2 separate regions of the Aphis gossypii genome follow, and region 2 is linked to region 1. The links are chromatin contacts, called in public Hi-C maps. All regions are on one chromosome and are shown on one strand. Each heading gives the region's core, a stretch centred on a gene start, on an enhancer-like site or on the middle of the called end of the contact. The rest is flanking DNA. Distances are from core to core; before and after follow the strand shown. Region 1 holds the start of LOC114130679 (5-oxoprolinase). Region 2 holds the start of LOC114130695 (maternal protein exuperantia).

Evidence for each region. A called contact is a pair of places that touch in the nucleus more often than the background predicts.
Region 2: a Hi-C map of whole body shows a contact between it and region 1, with 4 times the contacts expected there. The contact joins the promoter of LOC114130695 here to the promoter of LOC114130679 in region 1. A contact is called at or near these places in 2 of 2 Hi-C or Micro-C datasets (both in whole body).

Annotation. Positions count from the first base shown.
Region 1 is chr2:23,693,173-23,698,110 of ASM2018417v2, reverse strand. It overlaps LOC114130679 (5-oxoprolinase), which reads left to right and starts at 3,440. Exons shown (of 23, transcript XM_027995701.2): 1 at 3,440-3,545. It overlaps LOC114130680, which reads right to left and starts at 3,358. Exons shown (of 4, transcript XM_027995704.2): 1 at 3,193-3,358; 2 at 2,339-2,490; 3 at 1,973-2,164; 4 at 1,042-1,892. The coding sequence starts at 2,478. The coding sequence ends at 1,634. LOC114130698 (UBX domain-containing protein 6) reads left to right here. Exons shown (of 7, transcript XM_027995727.2): 6 at 439-568; 7 at 629-1,082. The coding sequence ends at 877.
Region 2 is chr2:23,982,576-23,987,624 of ASM2018417v2, reverse strand. It overlaps LOC114130695 (maternal protein exuperantia), which reads left to right and starts at 1,560. Exons shown (of 6, transcript XM_027995721.2): 1 at 1,560-1,931; 2 at 3,341-3,617; 3 at 4,089-4,240; 4 at 4,308-4,491. The coding sequence starts at 3,345.

The DNA of each region.
Region 1 (4,938 bases), core at 2,191-4,690:
TTTTAATATTAAATTAAATTATTTTAAAAGTGATTTGGAGTCATTACCACAAAGTTATGTAGAAAAACAGTTTTACACTGGACAAACACAATATTTACAGTAGATTTACCAATTTGTTATAATTAGAAGAAAATAACTTTAACTATGGGATATTATTTATTATTTACATCATGACTTGCTAGATTGTATTTGTTAATAAATATATAAGAAAAAAACTTAAATATAGACAGTTATTTCTCATATGTTGTGAACATTTTTTAGTAAAACTATTGCTTTTTCTATTCAAAACTTTTTTCATTTAAAAAATTAAGTGTGAATTACAGTGTGAGCACGTGATGTCCTTTTAGTTTAATAATTAAGTAGTTTTATTCAATCAAAAAATAAAAATATACTCTAATATCAAATGTTAATATAATTTACTTGTTTGTTCAATTATAGGACTGAAAAACTGGAAAGTGAAATGATTCTAAAAACTAAAAATATGCGTATGAAGGAACAAAATAGATACAAATCAAATTACAAGTACTGTTTGATTCGAGTTAAATTTCCAGACTGTTTAATTTTACAGGTAAACTTGCCTTGTGTTGAATTTTTAATTGCCATTATTATATTTTGATTTTTCAATTAGGGAACGTTTGGTGTCAATGAGCACTTGTCTGATGTACTGGAATTTGTTAAAGAAAGTGTATTTGATGAACAGCGGCCATTCAAGCTGAGACTGTCTAGTGGAAGTACTTTTGATAACGAGCATGAAAATATGACATTAAGTGAATTGAACTTGGTGCCTACCACTGTTTTACTCTTTACTAATGATCCGCCTGAAAACAATGAGGAACATCCTTATTTAAAAGATGAGCTCATGGCATTGGTGCAGTAAACTGCATAAATATTAATTAAATACATTTTATTTTCAAATCAATTGTGATAAATTACAATAACCAATTTTATTTATTTTTTACTTACTATACTTGGGTACAATCAATGGATATATTTAATTAGTTTCTTTTTGACCTTGTTAATAAAATATAATTTATTTCATAATTTGTGATAAATAAAAAAGTTATGTATTACTTAAAATGTAACATTATTTTTCTGTTAATTTCTATTTTCTAGTGCTTAATCTCTACCAATCACATATCCTTAAACACACTGCATAGACATTATTATTGATTTTTGAACCTTTTGATAAAGTAAACATTAAATATTATATTTCTAATTTTCAAATTGTATTAAATTGTTGTTTGGAAATTAAGTATTATGTACATGTATGTTAAAATTTATTTTCAAAGATTACTCAGAAATTATTAAAATATATTATTATAATATTATGTATTATTATAGTAAAATAAATTAACAATTTATGAAAGTTTTCATATTTTTTCAACTTAATATTATAATTGTTGTACGGCTGTGAAAAACATAAAAATAAAAATAACAGCTAATTACCTTACAGTTATTATTAAACTAAAATGTATACTAGCAATATTTAGAATATTAACCATTGATCATTATAATTAAATAATTAGATGATAAATACAATTGAACACAATGAAAGTTGTCAGTTGAAAATTTGATATTTCTTAAACGCTAGTGTGACATCATAAATTAAAAATAGGTGTATACTATACAATATTCAAGGATCCTTCAATATGTTGGTGAAATCTTCTCGTATTAAGTCTGTCTGTTGTATACAATCAGTGTATTTAGTCTGACATTCGTCTATTAACATTGTTATCCTCTCTGATAGTTGATCAAACCGCTGTTTATTAAACTTTCCTTGATTGAACAATACTTCATTAGTTTCTTCCAAACCCATAATTTGTAGTTCAAGTTGATGCAAAGACTCTTCTAATTCTATTATTTCCATAGAATCGTTATCTATGTAATATTTTCTAAAAATTAACAATTTCTCATGAAATGTATTAAATGTAAACTTAATAATAAGCATGTAATAAGACATAAAATAATATACTTTGCTTCTTCCTCATTTAATGAATTTTTTTTAGTAAATAGTTCAGATAGATTTTCTTCCTCAATAATTTGTTCAAAATGCTTGCTCATCAGGCTATTGATCTGAGTTTTTAATGTAGTCAACAAATTTGTCACATTCCTTTTACTTTTTAAAAACGATATATCACCCATTATGTTCTTAAATTCTTCTGGACTACAAAAATTAATATTAAAATGTTTAATAGTGTACATAGGTAACCTAACCTATCTGAATAAATAATTATAATGTCAGTATAATATTAATTTATAAAAATTATATTTAATTTACCCAACACAATCACTAATTTCTTCAAATGTCTTATTGACAGCTTCGATAAATTTTGTATACCTGGGTGGATCCTTGGAGACTATTTCCTTAAACGCTACACTTATATTCATATGATCAGACAATGGGTGAATGTTTGAGTTTTGAACTTCATTTTGTGGTTCATCGGTCACCATTGGTTGGTGTACAGCTTTATTATCCATTTTAATATCTGGCTATAAAAAATTATGATAATATATAAATCACAATAATAATAGTATCGTATGCAGATGTGTAATTATTGATATTGATAGTAATAATTGTGACATACACACAAAAGTATAATGAAACAGTTTTGAAGGATAAATAAAATATCATGTGGCTTTCTAGTTAAAGGTAGGTTAAAATTAAATTGATGTTGAACAAAGACATTCATAGAAATGTTTAAACATATAGTTACACAGCTCAAAAATCCAATGTTGGTCCGACCTAAATGGTCAGGACCATTTAGACAGCTTTAGATACCTACTACTTTAAGCCATGGTTAGGAATTAAGCTTTTTCTTACTTATGGTTAGAAACCAACTACATTTGTCACATCAGTGGCAGATACGAGGGGGGGCGATGGGGGCTAACCTAACCCCTCCTTGGGCTGTATTTTTTATTTTTTATATTATAAGTTATAATATTGGGCTGGAACTCACTGAAAGCCAATGTTTCACTTATGAAAATCCACCCCCCCCCCTTGGGTAACTTCTGGATCCGCTACTGTGTCACATTCGTATGAGACTTCGATTTATTTATAGTTCGTTTTAAGTTCAAAGTAAAAATCATGCGTATTAAACAATGAAAACAAACGAAGTTCTAAAAAACTAAGCATTCAATTTTTTCGAAATATTAACAGATTATGAACTCGTTTCAATAGTTTTTATTACTTACTTCTATTGCCAGAACTCCAGGTAAAAAACGTTACGTCGGTTAATACACAGCTACAACTATTAATTTTTGGTCGTAACTCAAAGCTCGTAACTTCAGAAACAGCAAATACACAAATTTTAGACAACAATTATTAACGACAAAGACAAAAACCGTTCGAAATTCGAATCCTTATCACGAAACGAACATACGCCATACGCGATGTTTTAACGGAATTATCACAGAATATTCTGTAGAATTATTATCAATACTTGTTGACTTCTTGTTATCGTTATTAATTGACAAGAAATTATAGATTAAATATAATAGTTTAAGACGTCTTAACTCTAAAATAGTAAAGTCCAGACAGTCCAGTGGTAATGTATTGTTATGTTATGTCCTAAAGTTTTTACAATTTACATAACTCTTCGAGTTTAACAAAAGTATAATATAGATACCTAAAGATATCTTAAATCGTAAATTATACAATAATACTTAATAGTACTGGTTTGTCATTAATCCTCGTATTGTATATATGATGAAATATAAAATAACCATTTCGTCATAGATTTATAGCTATAATTTAAAAAAAATAAATAAAATAATATATTATAATGGCTAAATTTAGCCATGGTAATATGGATATGCGAGATTTATTTTATTTATTGAAATATATCTTAAATCCTGATTGTACCTTAATTAATTTTATAAATCGTAGCAACACTGATCAAAATACTTATGACCCGCGAAGATAAGACTATAAAGTATGAAGAGTTCAAAGTAGAAGAAATTTAGTAACTAATAACTTCAGTCATAGTGTCTCAGTTATTTAGTGTAGAAACGCATATTTTCTATACATTATTATAATCTCGACATCTTGTATTACCGACATTTCATGTTTTTACGGTTATTTTAATTATAAATTATTTATCATAATACTATTTGATTAATTTTCCTCAAATTTGAGACGTTTTTTTATAGGTATTTAACATAATAAGTAATTATTATTATTTAATTTTAATTTTTTGGTTTAAACTCAACCACCAGTAAGTCTTATCAACTAATAACTTAAAAAACTTTTGGAGTTTCAACCACACCCTTTTCCTAATCATTATTTACGTATGACTTAAATACTTACCATCAGACAATCCTAATAATCCTATTTTGCATGTTTTTGACTGAGCGGAACGATGAATTTATTGATTTTATAATGATGTGTTATTTTCTGTGTCAACAGAGTTTTGAAACTGTTTACTAAATAAGTGTTTTTATATTAACTGAAAGCTTGAGGGTGGTATCTAGTAGCCAATTGTGTATGAGAGTATTTTGAATATGTATTCCCAAATCCCAATACGTTTCAAAATATTTAAATAATTTAATAAAACAAAATAAAATATTAAAATCTAGAAAAACAAAAACCTAACCAAATTTTGAAAGTTGTTTGTAACTCTTTAGAACGAATATCTGTTGATATTTACATGTTTAACCAATTATCATTTTTTTTACTAGGTATAATTTTCAAAATATTTTGAATATTTTGAACTATTTATAGAAATTTAATATTATTGATTTTGATTTTTTTTTTTAAATTTCGAAAAGAAAACACTAGATCAAAAAGCTTAACAATTTATTTAAAGGCTTTTCACAAGTTGTTATTATGCATATTAAAAATATTTAAATTACATAGTTGTTTTTAATGATTCGAAGTTATTTTTGACAAAATTCTTAACAATTACAAAAATCAGAATTATTTTGTAGTTAAAAATTTAT
Region 2 (5,049 bases), core at 311-2,810, 290 kb before region 1:
GGTGCCTCTATTTCCTTTTTTTGTTTTACTCTTCAAAGAGTTAAACATGATGTATTTTTATGAAGTAAGTATTGTAATTTATAAAAATTAATTTTACTGAAGTGTTAAAATAGGATAATCCTCTATCAACAAAAATATATTAGTAAGTTATTGAGCTTATTTAATATTCAAATATAACATGTTTGAATAATAATGTATTATATTGCTCTGATTGTACCAAAATAAATAATTTAATTTTGAATTATCTTAAATATAATATAATATATTTTATTTTTAAATTAATGTAAGGTATTTCAGTATATTTCTACCATTAAGATGTCGAGATCTTGGTTTCTAATATCATTAATGGTATATTTTAATACTTATATGTTATTATTTAAATTGTCAGTTGTTTATTATTGAATTTAAAAAGCAAAAAATGGATTAATTTTTGTTAGTTATCAAAGGTATGTTTAGGTAGATTTTATTTCTGTTGCCTTTCGCTGCTAGCAATTTTGTTGATTGATGTAATACATTATTAGAATAAATTCTATGATAAATCTACAAAAATGAATTAATTGGTGTTAAATTTTAAAGGGATAATTTTTATTTAGTAGGGATAAAACTAACTGGGGATTATTATTGGGCACATTGATCATTTATTATTAGTACTTCGTGCCTTCATGGCATTATTGTTGTGAACCGTGGTTAAATCTTTAAAATTCAGTAATCTTGTTTTATTATGTTTATGAGATTGCAATGTGCGTACGTAACCATAGATAATGAAGAGTTATCTATGTACGAAAATTTCGAGTTATAGAGTGATGTCGCAGTGCCGTACTGCTGTAGGGAGCTTTTGGATTGGCAACACCGGGATGTAGCGACGCCGTTGCCATTGGTTCCCCGCCTGAGACGCAGGAGACGACGTGGACCCGGCTAAACGCATGTGGCCATGTGGATGTAATATTGATAAGTCACGAGTCGCGACAAAAATTACAGGATGTACGTGGGATAGGCTAACTGGGTATCAATAAATTAGTAATTACTATGATCGGCATACGTCGCACAATAGTCATCGATAATTATTATACGATCTAAATTTTAGAAAGGTCTACAAAAATCATAATAGGTCAGATTATAATTTAAATAAACGTGCTAAGACGTTTGGTTATTAATTACGTCGTATTATTAAAAAGTAAAAGTGTACGTCACACTGAGAGACTGGGTATTATCGGTTATTACTGTTTTTAGTTGCTGTAGGTACAGGAAATAAAATATTAATGTGGTAATGGGGTTTTCTGGGAGAGACTTGCAATGGATCGAGATAGTCGAGATCGCAGCTGCTCATCCGCGGGTACAACCGTTTGAATACCTCGATTTGATTTTTGATAAGAAATTTAATATTTTTATTTTATTCATAGACCTATAATAATAGGTCTATGATTTATTATAATGAAAATAAAATTTGACTCCACAATGCCTAATAAAGTAATATTATCTATTAGGTAGCTTTTTCTATTAAATTGTCGCATTTGAATTCAACGCCACAGTCTCCCTCCATGCCCCGACAGTCTGAACAGTCCCCGAAAAAACTGAAAACTTCAAACTTGTCGTTCCGACTCCTACAATAAAATTGTCCCCACCACACACACACCCGCAGTCACGCTTTGACGTCGTTATTTCACAACTATACCTATTACGTTATTATTATTATTTTGATACTTCGCCGGATGAGCGCACGCGCACACGTCTCAGCGACCGTCAGTGAGTTACCGGATCCAATTCAGAGGCCGACCCGTCCTGCACCGTGCACACACGCCACACACGTTTTTTTATCCACCGTCGACAGAGAGCTGCTGCAGTTTCGCACGTGTAATATCGTATAGAAGTCTACGTTTTTCAACACCGCTATACATCGTATTATAATTGCAAATCATAACTAGCCAGATCAGGTACGTTCAATAATGAATTTTAATATTACTTTAGAGATTAATGCTTTAATAAAATATTATTTTTTTTTTGTCACATTAAGTACCGAGTATTATATTGGTATAGTATATAGTATGTAAAAGTAGTTGAACGCTTCTACGTTTGTTGTCTACTGGTTTTTTTTTTTTTTTTTTGATTTCGTATTTTTCGAAAGGGTTAGGCCGTGACCGCACGACATGTGCGAATGTGCGATACGCGCACCAGTGCAGTCGATTGCGCAAGGACGCGCGCTAAACGAAAGTTGGATGGCAAAAAAAGTACAAAAAGTTTATATAAAATATGCTTTTTATTTTTTCATTTTTTTTTTGTTGTACCCGAGTCTTTTTATCTCGAACTCAAGTGCGTCTGTCAGACTTTTTTAATTAGTGATTACGTCACATTTCTTTTGGATATAGCCATCGCCTGAGGCATTTTTGGATTTCCCTATATTAATCATTATGCAATAATAATATTTGGTTTGTAACGACGTTCCGTTTCTCGTCGTCCTCGGAACTTTCATTGCGGTCACTCGGCGGAAACTCGTTATTGCGTCGCCGGCAAACGGGATCGTGCGTATTGTATTTTCGTCCGCCGTTCTCGTTTTATACGGGGTTATTACACCATTTTACAGTTCATTCTATAGTTATTCGAATATTTCTGTATGTTACGCGATAAATAATCATAATTAGATATTATCGTGTGATATTCATAGCGTTATCTTGATTTGTCGCTATTAACCTGTCTGCTATCTCGATAAAACCGCTTTCCGAGTCCGCAGACACTATTTTACGATCCTCTAAATGGTCGTTAAGAATAAACTTTGGAGTTTAGATGTTATAGTCAATAGTATCGGTGTCGATATGAAAACGATTAATCTATTAATACTTTTTTTTATATCGAGTCTTAGAGGTTTTTCTCGGTGTTACGGTGGATCCACATTTTTGTGATTTTATTGCATTTTAAGATAATTCGATAGGCATGTGTGGGAACAGTGGATAGATTTTTAATTTATAATACTAAAATTGTGTATACTTACCTTGCACAAATAATCAATTAAATAGGTAAACAACATACATAATATGTTAATATGTATCAAAACTATTTAAAAATCGTGTGTGTTACATAAATGGGTTTTTATTTTTTTCATAATCAATATAAATTTAATATTTTAATAATTTTTATTATATTCTCAACAATATTAGGAATTTAATGCTAGGTAGTTTATATTAGTTGTGCACATACCCTAATTAGAAATAGTGTTAAAGTAATTTAAATTGCAAATATATCAATAAAATTACCAATTTTCAGAAAGTTTTTAAATTTATATGTACATTTATTTTTAGGATTATTTATAAATTATAATGCTTATTAATTGTAATATTAAATTTATTAGTAAAATGGTTCAAAACACCGAAATTGTAGATGCCAGTAACAACACCGTGACGTTGGACAATTTGTCTGACTACATGGTTGTTGGCTGGGATATAGATACTACTGGACGTCGTTTATTGGACGAAATCTGTCATATTGCTGGTCACACACCAAACTCAACATTTAATCAATATATAATGCCACATAATGACATTGATCAAGTTGCAAGAAGACGTCATCTTTTGTGTACTATAACAATGGGACGTTTCCGTGCATTAAAAGATATCAAAAATAATAAAGTAAGATATTTAACAATTATAAGCGTATTTTACTTATATATTTATACTTTATTATGTTTTTATGTATTTTGTAGTTAATCAATTATAAAGTGTCATATAACTTTTTTCAATATTCAAATTATTTTATACTATATTAATTAAATTTAAATATTTAGGTTTAATCATAAAAATTAAATTTCATCTAATATGTATTTAATATACCTATATATGTACTTTAATTTGGGTGTGATGGACATTTGTTCAATAATATAATTTCACGGATACAAAACATGATTATTTTAGTATTATACTTGGGATAATCTTACGGAATTAATAATAATGCTAAAAGATTCCTCTAATGTTTATAATAATAAAAATTACCACTTGAATAAATTTCAGATATAAATGATATCCTATTTCTTTATTAATAATAATTCTTTTCATTTATTTTAAATGTTTAATGATATTTATTTAATGGGTTTTTTTTCTTAGACATTAAAATCAAAAAGTGAAATATCTGCTTTAGCTGAATTTATAGAATGGTTAGAACAAATGTTGAAAGACAATGGTAAAAAAATGGCCATTTTAGTTTGTCATGAAGTTAGCAAATTCAACACTTGTCTTCTAATTAAGTCTCTTCTTGCGTAAGAAAACTAAATGTATTTTTTTATGTTTATTTTAGTAATATATTGTTTTATTTTGTTATTACAGCTATAATTTATTAGATAAATTCTCCGAAGTAGTTAAAGGATTTGCTAATTGCCATTCATTTGCTCAAACTCATTGTCAAGATACTATGGTTATGTTTTCACTTAGAGTTCTATCAAAGGTTCTTTTGGATAAAGATCACATTGATACTTCCAAGGCTACTGAACGTGCTAAACTAGCTTATGATGTGAGTTGATTTTATTATTATTTGTTATAAGAAGAATCTGGATTTACATTATGTTAAAATGTTTGTATGCAGTAAAATTGAAATATTTTTTAAATATTTAAAAAAAAATATGACTAATATAGTTAATTAATTTAACTAAAATTTATTATTTTGTTAAATTAAACATGCAATGTAATTATGATTATTTATAAGTAATACATTAACATTAGAAATAAATAAATATTAACAATGTTTTTAAAGAAAAATATACCACAATATTATATTGTTCCAAATTTTCTGGAGTTAAGTTGGTATGGCAGTCCGTGATTATTGTCTTATGTATGCTAAACTGATCTTCTAACATCAACAAACATTATATGAGCGTTTTCAGGTCTGTGGCTATATTAGGAGATAAATCTTGAAAAAGTGTCATGTTATTGTCCCCAGACAAAATTTTAAAAACTTGTAACATTTATTTAAATCCCTTATTTTTTTTTTTGAAGTTATAGCATTAAGTTAAAAACTTAAAATATTCCCTCAAATTAATTTATTGTACCGAAAATATCCTTAAATAATATT